2 separate regions of the Rattus norvegicus genome follow, and region 2 is linked to region 1. Evidence: chromatin contacts called from public Hi-C data. All regions are on one chromosome and are shown on one strand. The core of a region is the stretch at or near the end of the contact, and the rest is flanking DNA. Distances in the headings are between cores, read along the strand shown. Region 1 overlaps Sdr42e2 (short chain dehydrogenase/reductase family 42E, member 2). Region 2 holds the start of Igsf6 (immunoglobulin superfamily, member 6).

Evidence for each region. A called contact is a pair of places that touch in the nucleus more often than the background predicts.
Region 2: a contact with region 1 is called in a Hi-C map of Schwann cells, with 2.3 times the contacts expected there. The contact joins the promoter of Igsf6 here to the enhancer-like site in region 1. A contact is called at or near these places in 4 of 12 Hi-C or Micro-C datasets (the A7r5 cell line, Schwann cells, hepatocytes and 1 more).

The regions. Positions count from the first base shown.
Region 1 is chr1:184,809,842-184,815,239 of GRCr8, forward strand. Sdr42e2 (short chain dehydrogenase/reductase family 42E, member 2) reads left to right here. Exons shown (of 12, transcript XM_039101193.2): 12 at 3,250-4,223. The coding sequence ends at 3,504. Among named protein-coding and RNA genes, the nearest start is that of Trnal-uag1, 5.0 kb to the right of the region's middle. Within about 2 kb of position 3,285, at least 46 of the 93 cell types and tissues checked have an H3K27ac peak or open chromatin away from gene starts, as enhancers often do. A contact at or near this core is called in the A7r5 cell line and Schwann cells, where this site is marked.
Region 2 is chr1:185,049,227-185,055,112 of GRCr8, forward strand. Igsf6 (immunoglobulin superfamily, member 6) reads right to left here and starts at 2,730. Exons shown (of 6, transcript NM_133542.3): 1 at 2,619-2,730. The coding sequence starts at 2,685. Mettl9 (methyltransferase 9, His-X-His N1(pi)-histidine) reads left to right here. Exons shown (of 5, transcript NM_001163164.1): 5 at 4,429-5,133. The coding sequence ends at 4,634.

The DNA.
Region 1 (5,398 bases), core at 2,035-4,534:
TCTTTGCTCAGACTGTATTACAAACTGAAAATTGGACCACTCCAAAATCCTACCTCATAGCTGTCATTCCAGCTGTAAGTGGCTTATCTTCTAGCCAGAGCTCCCAAAGATAGGTCCCATAGCAGGCGCTCTTTTGAACCAAACTCTGAATGTATATGTTGCTGTAAAATGAAAAGTTTGAGGGGCTGAAGGAGAAGGAGGAAGAGGGAGCTGGAGTGCCTGGCATGGAGAAGCCGCAAGTAATAAGGGATTTCACAGCTGGGGAACAGGGTAGTGTAGTGGTAGATCTGCCCAATCTAGGCGCGAGAGAGAAGCCACCGAGAGAACATGGAAGCGGATGTAAAGATTCCTCTCTGCACATTTACAGGTTGTTATGATTATTCTTAAGGGATGGATGTGTACGGGACTTTGTATGTTTAGGTAGGCAATTATATCTTATCAATTGGATCAGAGGTTATATATAGTGTTGTGTGTTCTTTCATGTGGCGATTTAAGTTGAAGAGAGTGCGGTGGCTAGAGACGCTGGACCACCACAGAGTTGGGATGTGCATGTCTGGCATGGTGGCAACCTGTCTTGGGAACTAGATGGGTAGGGAGATTGCTGCCAGGCTCAGAGAGAAGCCATTGGCAGTGTGATATGGGATGGAGCAAAGTGGGTGAGACGCTTTGCTGACTGAGATGAAAATATCTACCAGATATCTTGGGGCACTGGGGTGCCAGATCTAGTGCGGAATAAAAGCATTTTACTTTTTATAATTTTACAGCAACAATTTTTATGTGCATATATATGCATGCACAAACACACACACACACACACACACACACACAAATCCCCAGTGGCCCTAGGCTCATCATTTAAGTTTATTTACTTATTGTTAAGTGTGTATTAAATGCCTTCTATGTATAGAATATCAATACCATTCGCATACTTATGGTGCATAGTTTGGGGGAGTTGTCTTGTTTTTTGAGACAGGTCTCACTATGCAGCTCTGTATATCCTGGAACTCACTATGTAGAGTGAGCTGGCCTCCGGCTCACAGAGATCCACCTGCCCCTTCCTCCTGAGTGCTAGGTTGGAATGTGTGCACCATCGCACTAGCAGACGTGTGTGTGGTTTTATATTTGCTTAGCATGTACCATCCAAAAAGAGGACATCTTGGCGCTAGAGAAAGGACATATCAGGTTAGAGCCCTCACTGCTCTTCCGACGACCCAAGTTTGATTCCCAGCACCCACATGGTGGCTCACAACCATCCATAACTCCAGTCCCAAGGGATCTGACGCCCTCTTCCGGCATGCACACAATGCACATGCATGCACTCAGGCAGGGCATATAAAATAAACAGTAAGGCAGCAGGTGGTATTTGGGGCCTCTCTCCTTTGATTCCTCCTAGTGCTAAATTAGCAAGGGCAAAAAGATTGTGCTTTTTAGTTTATGATGAGAAACCGAGCGCTGGAGAAACTGGTGGCTTATGCAAGATCACACCACACTGGAATTAGTTTCAGGATGGCAAGTTCACTGCTCCTTAAGATGAAAGGAAGTGGGAGCATGGAGAATGTTTCAGAGAAGCTACAGCCTACACCCTTTCCAGGTCGATGGGGGATAATGACGGTCCTTTAATGTCACTTGATATTCACCGCTGCTGGAAACTATTACCCTGTCCATGTTCAGAGGGGGAAATTAGAGACATAGTGAACACAGTGAAGCTGCCTACACAAGATCATTCACTTACAAGGTACTGGTGGGATTTGAATCCAGACCTAAAGCTTTACCACTAGCTTGTAAAATACCAGGAACCAACAAGGCCAAACAGCTGGCAGGAACTGTAGTCAGGCAAGAGCTTGGTTACCCTTCCTCTTGTCTGAAGTGTGGGTTTGCGGGTTAACTTCTTGGCTCCAGGGCAAAGGGTCTGGGGCCGTTTGGGAGCTATGGTCAGTTGCCATCTGCTGGCCCGTCTGTGAGACACCAATCAGCTTTTTAGCATTTAAAAACCTTTCATTCCTTGAGCACCTACTGTGTGCCAGGCACTTCACTGAGCACTGGAGGTAAGAAAGACTTGATCCTTACACCCAGGAAGTTCACAGTCCAAAGAGGAAAATGTTCTAGAAACCAGGCAACTCAACGTGGTGATAAGCATTACCCAGAGATGTGAGGAAGAATTTTCCAGCAAGCAGGAGAGGCACCTACGCCCTGAGGTCACGGTTAAACCTGACCTCTGAGAACACTGTGCTAGGACCCACTCTGTGCTTGCCTAGCTCACAGCTATGTCTCCCTGCTTGGCTGGCTTTAGGATATTTACTAACCTGCATACCTCCAAGCCCTGAACTCACTATCAGGGGCAAAACAGGCAAGGATTAGTCTATTTCCCTCTCTGGGGTCCCCAGACCAGGGCTTGGCCCCCATGGGAGAATCATGAAGCCAAAGTCCAGCTAGAGAATAACAAGCCAGGTGGGAGAGCATCACCAGACCCCAACACGACCAAGAATATGGCCACTTTCTAAAGTGGATCTCCTATGTGACCGTAGGCAAGTCACTTAACCTCTGAAATTCAATGTCCAATTATGCTAAGAGGAAATAGTGCCATCGCAGAGGACAAAAGAGTATAACGGCCCACACCCGTGCTCATTGGGAGTTCTACCATCGATAGTTGTCATTTATTGCCCTGGAAGAAAGTGGGCCTCAGGCCAACTGGCAGCAGGGGAAATGCAGCTCAGACTTAAAGAGGAGGAATCACTTGTTCGTAATTGAATTCCTCTCTTAGGGTCACTTAGTTAACCAGCTGAGAGCATAGGGAGGCTGTTCTGGAGGTCCTGTCCACCATTGGCCTTGAGCTGGCAACAGGAAGCCAACATCCTTCTTTGGGGATGTTTTTCTGGAGAACCGCATTCCACTACAGGCAGGAAGCCTTCAGCCTGTCTTGGCATTCAAGAATGCATTTAAGGGCCCCCAGGGGTCCAGAACGAGGCTAAGCTAGGAAGAGAAGTAGAGAAGAGGAATGAAACAGGGTGAAAATTTAGCAGAGCCTGAGGGTGAGATACAGAAAGGGAATCGAGGAGGCGGCGCCCTCCAAGAAAAAGATCTCAGAAAGGAAGCCTCCCCTCCCTCCTCAGGAAGGCATCGCAGGAATCAGACGCAACTAGTCTTTAAACCCGTGTGACCGAAAGGCAGACTGCCCTTCCCCTTTCCATCAACAAGGCACAGGATGCTTTCCCACTAACCCAGCCCTCTGCTGCTCCGCCTCTCCCATAGGTGCTCAGCATGACCGTGACGCACACCTTCCAGATTGCCAAGGCCCGCGCTCAGCTTGGCTACGCGCCGGACAAGTTCAGCTTCGCAGACGCAGTGGAGCGATATGTGCAGGCCACGACCCCGCAGCCCTGCTGTTGCACCGTGCTGACGCTCCTGCGGCTGCTGCTCCTGCTGCTGCTCCTGCTCGGCTTGCTCGGCCTAGCCCTGTACTTTCTAGGGCTGCAGCCTTTGCAGGCGGTGGTGGAGAGGCTCTGATCCGGACCCCAAAGCCGGATCAAGCCCACGTAGGCTCTCTGCGCTTCTTCCTGGCTTTGACCTCCCGGTTTAGGCCCGCCCCTGCTTTTTGGCCACACCCCGATTCCTGGCCATGCCCCTGCTCCTCTCTCTAAGCTTGTCTTTCTGGAGTTTGGGCCGACTTTCCCTGCTTTTCGCTCCCTGATTCAGTGTGGTTCTCTTCTGTGAGGTTAGGCGAGGCGGTTGATGAAGTCCCAGCCTCTTATCTTACTTCTCCTTCCCAGCTATTTCCAGTCCTACCCAGTCTAGCCCTCTCTTTCCTACTCTTCCCGATCCTTCCTTTCTGCCTCCATCTGTACACAGAAACCCCAGCGAGGTCGCTTCTGTAAGGACAAACCTTGGCCCCGCCTTCGCGGTTGGTCTAAATGCTTGAGTTCTGGTTGGTGGAGTCTTTGGAATTGAACCTGTTTTCTGCCTCCTTCTGGGACCTCCTCCCTGCCATGGCTTCTTTGAGTTTATCCTGATGCTGACCACCGACCTTTGTGTTGACTAGCTGGGGAAGGATAGCCAAGCCCAACTTGATAGCTTTTGGTTCCCAGTTAATGGAGTGGAAATGACTCAGCACAGTAAACGGTCTCAGTACTAAAGGAGGCAATGGGGGAAGAAAGTTTGTAAAAGAAATGGAATGTCTCATAAAAAGTACCAATATAACAGCCGAAATAAGAATTTGGCTGATCATATTTTATGATGTAGTTTGTGCGTGCTTGTATGTGCTATCAGAGGATGTCGTTCTTGGAGCTGTCTTACTTTATTTTTCCAGACTGGTTTAGAGTTTGGAATTTGGAATGGGTCGGCTAGGCAAGAAGTCTTAGGGATCCACCTGTCTCTGGCTTCCCAGAGCTGGGATTGCAAGCATATGTAACCTCACCCGGCATTTTATGTAGGTGCTGGAAATGGAATTCGGGTCCCCATCCTTGTGTGGCAAGCACTTTACCCACTGAGCCATTTCCCCAGCCTCCGTATTTCAGTGTCATTTGTATCTCTTGATGAGTAGTGGTCCTCGCCATCATCTTTAAGAGTTTAAGCCCACAGACCTGCCCTCTACAGAGCCCGCACCTCCCTGCCATCATGGTATGGATCTCAAAATAACAGTGTGTAAGCAGATCCACAGATCTCCATCATCTGGTGCACATGTGGCATTAACTGAATAAACACCGTAGACCCTAGCAGAGAGTAAAGTAACCACTGGCTGCAGTGGAGGAAAGAGAAGGTACTAGTCAACCTTCATAGGTGGTGTTCCTCATAGCCCGTGTCCCTGCCTGGCAAATAAGGAAAACTGTGTGTCTTCATTTAAAAAGACTTACTGATTTATTTTATGTGTGAGTACACTGTATCTGTCTTCAGACACACCAGAGGAGGGCATTGAATCCCAGATGATTGTGAGCCACCATGTGATTGCTGGGAATTGAACTCAGCACCTCTGGAAGAGCAGTCAGTGCTCTTGACCACTGAGCCATCTCTCCAGTGTCTACTTTGTTTTTGTTTTAAAGATCAATAGTAATCATTTCTATCTGTTTAGAGTGCCCAACGCCAGCAGGAACTTGCATTTGTATGGCCTTATCTCATTACTAGAGCTACTCTTACAGTAGGGGTTGTTACCGTCAATTTAAAGGTAAGGAATCTAAGGCTATCACTAACTTGAAATATCAGGGGTGAGGGCTACTGCTTTGTAGCTGAAATCATTTGAAAGACCTTCCCAAGGCCCAGTGGAAAATGTAATTCATGGTTTATGCCCATTGCAGCCTAACTGTTTCAGGGTTTGGGGTTGAACTCTGGGTCTCCCTCTTTCTCCCAGACCTACAAATCTCAGGCTGTCTGAGCTTGGCCATTATACTTTTCCTGTTCCTATGACAAA
Region 2 (5,886 bases), core at 1,480-3,979, 240 kb after region 1:
TGTGAGTTTTTAGTTCAAGTTCTGCCTAATTGTATAGGTCAAATGGCCTCAAAAATAATGGGCCAAATGGTCTTATTTATCCTACTCTGTTCCTGAGAATGGAAAAAGTCCAAATCCTCTGATGCTTGTATTCATTTAGCCGAGGTTCTCAACCTTCCTAATGCAGCTCTTTATACAATTCCTCATGTTGTGGTGACCACAACCATAGAATTACTTCATTGTGATCTTGCTACTGTTAGGAATTGTAATGTAAATATCTGATATGCAGGGTATCTGTTACTCAATTCCAAAGGAGCTGCAACCCACAAGTTGAGAACTGCTGATTTAGGAGCCATGGTTGTTTTTCACTTAACATTTTGTCTTAAAGGTTCCCAACCAGAGCAGCAGAGGCAGTAAAGTTAGCCGCAGGATTTGTGAGAGTATTCCCACATTTCTCCTTGAGCATTGTGTTCCTTGAGGTAAGCTGAGGCTCTGTGCTGACTGGCTGAGAAGAGTTAGGAGTTAGTCAGCGGGGAGTACCACCTAGCTTCTTGTGTGCCAGGAGGTCCAGCCGAGGGCGGTGGGCTCCCACTAGCCTGTTTACTGCAGGGACTGCTCTGCAGACTGGAAATGGATTGGTCCTGTTGGTCCCACATGCAGACAGAACCCCAGTCTCGGGTGCCTTTCAGTTGAAGATTTAAAAAGTAAGCCAACCTTTAACACAGTAAGAAATACTTGCAACTTGGGAATTTCCTCTTAGTCTCTGTTGGGGAAACTGAACAGGCCAGGGGAGGGGACAGCGTTGTTCCTTCCCCCTCCCGTTGAGCAACATTAGTCAAAAAGAGAAGTCTGGATAGTGTCTCACTAAAGCCCCTCCTGTGAAGGTTTTCTTTTAGGAATTCCTAGGTTCTGTAGTTTTTTGTTTTAAATCAGTTTCCACTGAAAATGTTGAAAGTTGAGCTCCGTGGTGGAAGTAAAATCATCCTACTCCTTTTTAAAAATGCTTAGGAAATAAGTAGAGAATTTATTTTGGATTCCTTGAACTTATGTTGTGTGTGCTTATGTATGTCAGCCTGTTCAAGTGTGTATATGTTTGTGGGCATGCGGGCATGAATGTACAGATGTGTGTGGAGGCCTGAGGACAGCCTTGGTTGTGTTCTTTGGAATTACTTACTTTTGTTTTCCCAGAGAGGGCCTCAGTAGTTGAATAGGCCAGGCTAGCTAGTGAGCCCTGGGGCTCTGCCCAGCTCTGCCTCCCCATCACTGAGATTGTACGTGTGTGCCACCAGGCCTGACTTTTTTTTTTTTCCCTTTTTTTTGGAGCTGGGGACCGAACCCAGGGCCTTGCGTTGCTAGGCAAGCGCTCTATCGCTGAGCTAAATCCCCAACCCCACCAGGCCTGACTTTTGCATTGTTCCACTAATCACATGTAGGTCCCTCTGCTTGCATAGTAAGCACTTTACTGAATTAAATCTCCAGCTCCAACATTTATCATTGCTGTTAGCATCAGAAGCTAACCATTACTGTTATTATTTGTGTTTTTAAGACAGGGTTTCTCTGCGCAGCCCTTGCTATCCTGGAACTTGCTCTGCAGACCAGGCTTTGAACTTAGAATCCTCCTGCCTCTACCTCCTGAATGCTGGGTTTGCAGCACCACTGCCCTGCCCAACATTTATTATTATAGAAAAATGTCAAACATGCAAAAGTAGCCACCTTGCACGGTGGACTCAGCCTTGCCTGCTTTACCTTAGGCTTGTCTCAGGTCTCCTCACTGTCTCATCTATTCATTCCTTCGTTATCCTATCTGCAAGCATTTCATAATAGAGCTGGAAAGATAAAGCTTTTCTCTCATGCCAACCAAGCACTGTACACAAGCAGTATGTATTCATTGCAGACAGTAGAGCAGTATAAGACATTGCCGTGGGTCCTTAGCCAGAAGAGCCACTGTTAACATGTAGGCATAATTCATTCACTCCTCCCCAGCCCCTTCTCCCCTCCCTCTGAATTTCTCCTTTCCTTTTCTTGTGTGTACTGGAGAGCGAACCTTGCATATGCTAGGCAAGTAGCCTACCACTAGGCTACTCTACCATTTCTTTACAGATGAGAAAAAATTAACTTCAAGAACATTTGCTCCATTTCTTGCCCTGCAATCCAGATTTTGTGGGTAAATCTTAGATTATTTAAACTATGATGAAAGAAATAACTTTTATAGAGCTAGAACAGGTACAGATAGAATTTAGAGATTAGTTATATTATCAGGTGGCTTTTTTGTAGGACAAGTTACAGCTTTAAAACCCAAGTTCTTTTCAGCCTTTAGAAACATTGTCTTATGAAAGTATTAAGCTAATACTGTGCAGTGTACAGTAGTCCAGAGCTTGCCTGTGGGAACTGACTGAGTGACCAGCACAAGTGGTCCTGAGCAGATTCTCTCTGGTAAGATGTGCTCAAAGAGCAGCCAACCAAGGGCTGATAGAAAACGCATCTTCAGCTATGCCTCAGTGCCTAGTTCTGTGGGGAGAAGAGACACTGCCGTACTGTAGTGCTGCCTTCGTAAGTTATCTGCTAGGAGCTGAAAGTCTTCATGATTAGGTGGCAAGCAGCAGTTTACCTAGTGGAATAGAGAACAGAAAACCCCTTACCAACTTGAAGAAGGATCAGGCTGATTCCTAGCCGGAGGCCCCTCCTGCTCGTGCTCACAGGGCCCATCGCTGGTGCATGTGCCGCCTTTTCCACTTTTCTCTCTTCAGAAAGGAAGAAGTAAAGAGAGGAACTCATATTAAGGAAGCACAAGCAGGAACTTTTAGAAATTGCATAAGCATGGTTTGTAATAAGTTTCACCATTTAAAGTTGAGATTTCAGTCTAAGCATGCATGCATATTAGAAATTATCATGGGCGTCTGATAGTCTTTGTGGAGGTTGCAGGAAGTCATGTGCTCCTCAACCAGTGCCTGACATTTTAGAGTGTTCTTATTGATGTGCTCTGCTGTTGAGTGCCTCTCAGGGCTAGAAACTGCTAGGCGTGAGCAGCAGCAAGAGGCCATGTTTCCTGTAGGCCTAGGAGAAAAAACCAGGGAGTGACCAAAGCATCTGGTATGGTAAAGAAGCACACAGCTGCTGTCAAGCCTGTGCGCCTGGCTTGAATTCAAAGATTTCTTAATGTTGACAAGCGATGCGGATATGTCCCCTGGTGCTTGTTTTGGGTCTGAGTCACACACAGCACCCTCTCTCCCCCAGCCTGTACTAGTCAGGTGGTTCTTTGTAAGTAGCAGGAACTCAGGCTGATCAAGCAAAAAGAGACCTGTTAACAGGACTTGATGTGGCTCTTGGAGTTTTAGAAGGCCTGGAGAGCCTGTGACTTCCCAAGTGAGGAAGAGCTTGAGTCACCCTGTGAAACTAGTCTGATGCTGTGCACTAGGTGCTGCAGACGCTGTCATTATCACCCACTCATCTGCCCACCTCCCTACCCACCTGATGTTATTGCCCGCACTTGGCAAAAGGCCTCATTCTGTGTCGCCAGCTCATTCCAGTTTTGGCAATAGGCTAAGGTGTGGCACCAGTCCCCTGCTGCAAGAAGACCAGAAAAGCAGCTTCCCTTCCCACCAAGAATTAACTCTCCCAACAGGGATCAAATGCAGTGCTGGCCACTGAAAAGTGTCGTCTTTACTGTTTGCCCTGTGCTCTGTTACCTGCTGGTGTGTATCTGTCCCCTTAGCATTGGAATCCTTGCTGTGAATTTAGTGGCATGTTATCAGTCTCTTTCAGCTCCATATCCAAATGGACTTTTGGTTTTGTCTGTCTGTAGTCAGGGTGTGGCTTGCAGGGAATGAAACCTTGCCTGCTTCTCGTACTTCAGGCTCCTAATGCGCATAGGCTTGGAAGTGATTGACAAATGACTTAGGGAATGGATCACCTTCTCTTGTAAAGCACATGTGTTTCTGTGAATTGAAATTCCTCATGAGTTTATTTTAATTTTCAGCCAGGCAACTTCTAGACAGGAAGTTGAGTAAGTGTTCTATGTACATGATTCTTGTATGTCCAAACCTACTTTCTTTCTTTTTTTTTTTTTTTTTTTTTCGGAGCTGGGGACCGAACCCAGGGCCTTGCGCTTCCTAGGTAAGCGCTCTACCACTGAGCTAAATCCCCAGCCCCCCAAACCTACTTTCAAATACTAGTGGTTACTCTGACCCCCATATTCAATATTCCCCGACTAATTTTCTGAGCCATAAAAGCAGTTCAGTCAGTGTGGGCTGTGGATGCAGCAGCCTGAGAGCATCACTTTGGGTAAGTTCTGCCACTCCTGCCAGGCTCTGTCCACTTGCCTTGAAGAGTGGCTCGTTCAGAGATGCCGCATCCAGGGTATCGGTACCCGGAACACTAGCTCCCCCTGCACATCCCTCTTATAGTGAGTCATTGTTCAAGAATTTAACTTAATGTTTTTATTTGTTCTAGTAGGTGGCAAGTGGGAGAAACCATCAGAAATTCTGGAAATCAAGGGACAGAATTGGGAAGAGCAAGTGAATAGCCTGCCTGAGGTGTTCAGGAAAGCTGGCTTTGTCATCGAAGCTTTCACTAGACTGCCATACCTGTGTGAAGGTGACATGTACAATGACTACTATGTTCTGGACGACGCTGTCTTTGTTCTCAGACCAGTGTAAACATGTGGAGGCCCAAGTCTTCAGAGTCACCCCTGGAATCTGCCCTCCAGAAGAGGAGGTGCATCCAGTGATGTGAGGGGGACCTCTGGGGACTGTCATTCTCAGTATCATGTAGGAATTTAAAAAGCCAAAATACTAATTCTTTCTTTGTAGTGTGTAAGGGAGTGTTTTTAAAAACAAAACCCAACTCTTTGTGTATTTTTAATCAATTCTTTACTCAGAATCACGCTCCAATGCAGGTCACTCTCCAATTATGATGGAAGATATTTTTTATACTTAATTGCTGTAGGGACTCATTCCCAGACAAAGCAATAGTCATGATGTCATGGAACCGATAAATGGATTGTTTTTAATAAATGAAGTCTGGCAATAAAGCTGTCCATTCAATTCCAAATATTGGTTATAAAGTAGAACCATTGATACTTTCATGTTTAGAAACTCCTTCTCTTACTATTCAAAAAATGTTTTTAATCATGCTAATAAATGTTTTTGGAAATGACTCTGGCACTGTGTTTGTGTTTCTCTCAGACTGCAGCATTGGCTTCAGGAATGTGGGTGTGATAGAGAAGCCCAGGGAGCTTTGACACCCCAAGAATGACCACCCCAGATGATACACAGCACCTCTCTGTCAGTGTTGTAAAACACCTGCTTCTGGCCACAAATCAGCTTTGTTTTCCTAGACTTCCTTAATCCCTCAGGATCGAAGCTTTCTGTTGCTTTGACTGACAGAACTCAGCCTAAATAGACATTCCGCTTCTTTCTCTTCCTCGAATGTCATCTTCCCAAACTTGGCTTATCCCCAGGTCCTTAACTGAGAATAAATATGTTTGCTGAATCTAACAGTGCTCCCAATAAACCCAGAAATATAGCGATAGAGGAGGCCTCATTACCAAGAGTAATAGTCATTGTAGACACTAGTCTAGAACCTAAAGACCCAGTAGTCACAGTGGTGACAGTATGAGTGAGGTGTCACAGTATGTTATCCAGGTGTTTGTTACTTGTGACTATTACACACAGAAAACTACAACATCTGGGCATGAGGGCCAGAGTGCTCTGTGTAGTCAGACAAGGGGGTCACAGGACTGATGCACAATTGTTAGTGGTGTGGTCTTATTTTCTTTCACCAGGACTTTGGGTAAATGAAGTATGGACAGTGGCCTAGATAGTGAGCAGAGGAATGCAGCAACCTTAAACTTCTTTTGCGGTGGAAATGTGCTTCTTTTTTGGTTCTTTTTTTCGGAGCTGGGGACCG